2 separate regions of the Zea mays genome follow, and region 1 is linked to region 2. A link is a contact called in public Hi-C data. All regions are on one chromosome and are shown on one strand. The core of a region is the stretch at or near the end of the contact, and the rest is flanking DNA. Distances in the headings are between cores, read along the strand shown. Region 1 holds the start of LOC103650001 (BSD domain-containing protein). Region 2 holds the start of LOC100280804 (deleted in split hand/splt foot protein 1).

The links. A called contact is a pair of places that touch in the nucleus more often than the background predicts.
Region 1: a contact with region 2 is called in a Hi-C map of endosperm, with 2.3 times the contacts expected there. The contact joins the promoter of LOC103650001 here to the promoter of LOC100280804 in region 2. A contact is called at or near these places in 2 of 25 Hi-C or Micro-C datasets (ear and endosperm).

Annotation. Positions count from the first base shown.
Region 1 is chr3:41,663,546-41,666,525 of Zm-B73-REFERENCE-NAM-5.0, reverse strand. It overlaps LOC103650001 (BSD domain-containing protein), which reads right to left and starts at 1,457. Exons shown (of 1, transcript XM_008675682.4): 1 at 1-1,457. The coding sequence starts at 925.
Region 2 is chr3:41,479,073-41,481,999 of Zm-B73-REFERENCE-NAM-5.0, reverse strand. LOC100280804 (deleted in split hand/splt foot protein 1) reads left to right here and starts at 1,483. Exons shown (of 3, transcript NM_001153724.1): 1 at 1,483-1,741; 2 at 1,817-1,922. The coding sequence starts at 1,829.

The DNA of each region.
Region 1 (2,980 bases), core at 208-2,707, 180 kb before region 2:
CGGAGGGGCGGGCAGCACGGTCACCATCAACACCGTCAGCTTCAGCGGACCGGAGGGCCTCGTTGGCATGCGAGAGGAGCCCAGCGGCGGCGGCACCGAGGTCGTCAACGGCCTGGCCGACAGACTCAAGCCTGTCGGAGGCGACAGACGCGCCGGCCTCCAGCGCGCCAGGTAGCGCTGAGGCGGCGCGCGCGGCGGCGGCCCGGAGCGCGGCCGTCTCGAGGCGGAGCCCCGAGCCGAGGTCCTCGAGGTCGCGGCGGTAGCCTCCCAGGACCGACTCCGACCGCGACGCGAACGTACTCACCAGGCCCCCGAAGCTCCACCCGCCGTCTGAGCTTTCCCCAGCCGGCGCCCCCTCCTCCCCATCCACCGCCGCCACTTCCGCATCGATTCCCTGCTCTCCGTCCTCCTCCGCCGTGGAGGCAGCCTCCTTCTCATTCTCATTGCGCTGCGCCTCAATCTCCTCCGCGAGCGTCCTGATCAGGCCGCCAAAGCTCCAGCCGCCGCCAGAAGATTCTCCCTCCTCATCTGCCGTTGCCGTTGCCGTTGCAGCCGCCGCCGCATCAGCCTCCGCTCCCCGCTCGAGCTCCTCCGACTCCGCGGCGGCTGCAATGGCCTCCTGCTCTTTCCGCTGGGCTTCAATCTCTTCCGCGAGCGTCTTGATCAGCCCGCCGAAGATCCACCCGCTGCCGGGGACAGCCTCTCCATCGGCACCCCTCTGGGCCTCCTCCGCCTCCGCGGCGACGGCGGCCGACTCATTCACTTTCCGCTGCTCCTCGATCTCCTCCTTGAGCGTATCGATCAGGCTGCCGAAAATCCACCCCCCGCCGGACTCTTGGGCCGCCGGCTCTTCCTCGCCCTCCTGCTGCGGCTCCTCACCATCCTCCTTGGCAGGGGCAGAGAAGACGGAGCTGAAGAAATCCATGCGCGCGCGGATCGGGATTCGGATTTGGATCTGAGCGAGGACAAGGCGGGCGGCGGTGGCGTCGGGGATAGATATATAGATCTATCAGGCACCTGCCGTCGGCGAGAAATTTTCCCCTTCAATCAATCTTTGGATGACGAGTGGGGCCCTTCTGCAGTGAGAAAAACTGCAGCTTGCCACGAGGGCAGAGGGTGTGCTACTGCTAGTGGGCGGTGGCTGACTGCTGATCATGGGTTGGGGGCGATGCGATCTGGAGTTTTGCACCATCCGACGGACCAACCAGGCAGGCGGAGCTCAACTCTGAAAATTGTGGAAGCCGAGCTTTCTGCCCACTAGCGGTTCTGGATCCACTAACGCTGGATCAAGGTCTAGCCATGGCTAACGGAAATTGTGGGAAATAGCTCCACGTCCTCGTCTCGTCTGCGCGACGACGAACGCTTGAGATATTTTTTCTACATCTCTATTTTCTTGTGGAGATAAAAATTTATCTTTCATGTTTTTTCTGTGATTGTAAAACCTAGAATTTAGTCTACAAAATATTTGTAAAAATGCTGGACTTATGGCATATCGTTCAAAGTGCAGATCAACAAGTTTGTAAAACTTGGTGGGAACAACTTGTTCCTTACTATGCTGATATATTGGGTGCTATCTTACCGTGCAAATGTGGTATAAAAGCTGACCCAGCTAGGCTTGTTCGTTTTTATCGTTAATCCATATGGATTGGGTGGTATTGAATCGGTTTAAATTTATAGCAAGTCAAAATTCATTTCAATACACTTAATCTATATGGAATATGAATAACTAAACAAGACCTAAAGGCTTATTTATTTTATAGTTAATCCATGTGGATTGTGTGGGATTGAGTCGGATTAAATTCATAGTAAGTTAAAATACATCTCAATCTCACTCAGGTCTAGTTTGGGTATTCTAGTATTGACCTCAACATATGTGGATCTGAGTGAATACTAGAGTATCCAAATAAAGCCTGAGGGTGTGAAGACCGATGTTTTTTCAGACTGCATCTTGATAAATCTCAACAAGTACCTTCATGTTTTTAAACTTTTACATTGCCATGATTTTATTTTATCAACTTAGAGTTGGACATGTGAGAGTTGTAATTCATTTTGATTACACATGTTCGTTTGGACCTATGGTTTATTTACATATTTTCTGAACGGTTGTTGGCGTACCTGAATGATATTTTTTATCCAATCCTTAATGCTCTTTCTGACCCCTCAAACGCGGTGAGTTTTCTTTGAAAAAGCCTTTCAAACTGCTCTGCTTATTTATAGAATTTGAAGCTACATCATCTTGTGGGCTGTGATTAGCTTAGTTGATACTTAATACATTCTTTTTTATTTGTCGCGTTTTAGTTCAAAAATAAACTAATCAGCGACAAATATTCGAGAACAGAGATAGTTGTCGGAGACCATAATTAGGGGTACCCTCAAGACTCCTAATTCTCAGCTGGTAACCCCCATCAGCATAAAGCTGCTAAGGCCTGATGGGTGCGATTAAGTCAGGGATCAGTTCATTCGAGCGACTCGATCACGCCTCGCCCGAGCCTAGCCTCGGACAAGGGCAGCCGACCCCGGAGGATTTCCGTCTCGCCCGAGACCCCCCTCTGACGGTGAACATATTTCCGGCTCGCCCGAGGCCCTGCCTTCGCTAAGAAGCAACCCTGACTAAATCGCCGCACCGACCGACCAAATCGCAGGAGCATTTAACGCAAAGGTGGCCTGACACCTTTATCCTGACGCGCGCCCCCCGGCAGAGCCGAAGTGACCGTCGTCACTTCGCCGCTCCACTGACCGGCCTGACAGAAGGACAGCGCCGCCTGCGCCACTCCGACTGCAGTGCCACTTGACAGAGTGAGACTGACAGGCAGTCAGGCCCTGCCAAAGGCACCATAGGAAGCTCCGCTTCGCCCGACCCAGGGCTCGGACTCGGGCTAAGTCCCGGAAGACGGCGAACTCCGCTCCGCCCGACCCAGGGCTCGGACTCGGGCTAAGTCCCGGAAGACGGCGAACTCCGCTCCGCCCGACCCAGGGCTTG
Region 2 (2,927 bases), core at 234-2,733:
GGCAATTGTAGTGGCATCGGCTGATCGGCCCAGCTCGGGATGGCAATCTAGCAAAAGAGACTGAGTCAAATCTCTTGAACTCTCTTTTTCCCATGTTACTCAACACTTCTTGCAGCAAACCTAGAGCGCACGTAGTGTCCAAATCCTTTGGGCGTTGAATAATCACTACTGCCTTTACCTCATCCTTCAACCCATCCACAAACCGTGTTGTAATCATGGTGGGAGTTAGTTGATTCTCATGGGCCAACAGTTGGTGCAGTAATTGGTCAAACCGCTCGACATACTCAGTCACCGAAGTTGTCTGTCTAATATGATAGAACTGTGTAATCAGTAAGGTATGTTGGTCACGCCCAAATCTGGTATTCAGGGTGGCACACAACTCATGCCAACTCATGTCTCTTGCTCTAGCCTCCATTGATTGTAGCCAATACAGCACAGGACCTTGAAAGTGCATGATAGCCAATTAGATCCACATCTCACTAGGCACAACATAAAACTCGAAATACGTTTCGCAACGATTTCTCCACAACTTTGGATTAGACCCATCAAAAACAGGAAAGTTCATCTGAGGCATGCTAGTACCAGGACCTTGAGACCAATTCATCGAAGCAGTCTACACTACTGAATTAGGAACAAAGGACCAAGGGTGCTGGGTATTCAACGCGACAATACCTCCCATAGAGTATGGTGTACGTGCCATCTCCGGTCCAGCGCCTGGTCGACGGAAGGGTTCAGCAGCATGGTGAAGAGTTGGTCCGGTCACCGATCCAATCACCGTGGGTTCAGGTGTCATCGATGCCGACGCACTCGCTAGTACCGATGGTTCTCCGGTCGACGTGGTCACCATCCCTCCAGTAGGCTTCGGCTTCATCGGATCCACCAAAACAGGAGATTCCCCACTCGACTTCGCGTTCACCTGGCCCTGGAGCGTCTTCTGTCATCTTTACCACCTTGGTTTTGATCTCCAATCTCCACCTCTTGAAGTCGCTCCGATCAGTCACCATGCCCTTGATGGTATTCTCCATCTTCTCCATGGCGGACTGCATGGAGTCTATCTGCCTGTACGTCTCCTTGCTGCCTTCGTCGATCTTCGCCATCAACTGCGACAAGGAATCCTCCACTCGTGGCGGTGCCATCACTCCTCCCTTTGCCTGTGCCCTCATGAAGTACTCATGTGGTGGATCCAGGTTGACTCTGGTACCAAAATGTTAGCAACTCTCAAAAGCATGCAAGAACAGGGAGTGGTTCGGGCGGTGCAGGTATTCCTTTCCTCCTCTCCAAGTTTAGGCCAGCTAAAAAGCCAGGTACAAGTACAATAAATTCCTTCCTGCTACTTATAGCTAGTTCTGGTATTAACCGTAACCCTCTTTGCTTAGTGCTTAACTACTATGATTAACACTTGGTGGACCCTGTTACATCCGGTCCTTACTGGCATATTTAGGATTGAGCTTCGGTACTCTTTGGCTTCTCTTCAGTATGACACCGATTCCTTCTTCAGTCTTCTTTAGATTCATCAGTGTTGCCTTCTTCACCGTAGCAGATCTAGTAACGCTGACATTGTGGTCCCAGAGTGGTGCCTTGGCAGACCTGACCAGCTAGCAAATAGGCCCAGCCAACTCCGATCGCACCAGCACCTGCACCACTGCACCAGCCGCCCGCAACCCGCAAAGCTGCTTCCCGGACTAGCTAGGGTTTCGTGTACGCCGCTTGATCTAGTCCTCTCTCCCGGCACGCGAGGTAGGTCGGTGCCGCTCTCGCCGTCTGTCCTTCCCACGCCTCGAGTCGCTCCCCGCTGATACACTCGGCCGCATCGCAGGGCGCAGCGTTGATGGCGGCGGCACCGGCGGACGCTAAGGCGGAGGCCGCCAAGATGGACCTCCTCGAGGACGATGACGAGTTCGAAGAGTTCGAGATCGACCAAGGTACGCCCCCGCCCCCCGTTTCGTGGGCATGTTGATTTGACCATTTGCACGAGTAGATTTGATTGGTTGGCTAGATGGAAACCTGTGCGGTGTTGCTAGTATCTAGGGCATCAGATCCAATTGGTCAGGACGTTTACTTTACAACTAGTAACTCGCGCTTTGCTCGAGTTGACTTAATGTGTGGAACACCATATACCTATAGTGATATCTATGGAAGCATATTACATATATTTACAGTAATAGAATCTTGCAACTTGCAAACGTACCATCATGAACAGCTTGAAAACTATATTACAATGATCCTGGTTGCATCTACATGAGCCAACCAAATTCTTGTTCTTAGGGGGTGTTTTGAATGCACTAGAACTAATAGTTGGCTAAAAATTGTTAGTGGAATTAGCTAGGTAACAAATAGCTACCTAACTATTAACTAATTTACCAAAAATAACTAATAGCTGAACTATTAGCTAGGGTGTTTGGATGTCTCAACTAATTTTAGCCACTAACTATTAGCTCTAGTGCATTCAAACACCCCCTTAGTCATCACAAAATAATTATGCGATAAAAGAAAATTCACAGGAAGTTTGTGAAGCAACGCAGTTGACAACAGATTAGATATATATATAGAAATTTCTTGAGACAACAAAACATTGACCTTAACGGCCACAAAAGCGGCGTGTGCGCGCTATAGAAACTATGCCTTTCTTAACAACCATGTTTAATCTCCATTTCTTCATGGACGTTGTGGGCGTCTGTTCCGATGTGTAGTTGTGTACAACAACACTGCAGAAAGAACGGAGAACAACTAATGGACAGAATTGGTCTATGCATCTTATGGATTGCATAACAACAGTGGTCTTAACTTGCAGAAGCTTCTTATGGACTGCACAACAACAGTGGTTTAGTTATTCTATATGCTATTGCCAGACTTGTCTTAACTAACCAATTATGCACACATCTCATTGGCTAATTGCCAAGAAAGAACTGAGAACAACTAATGGGCAG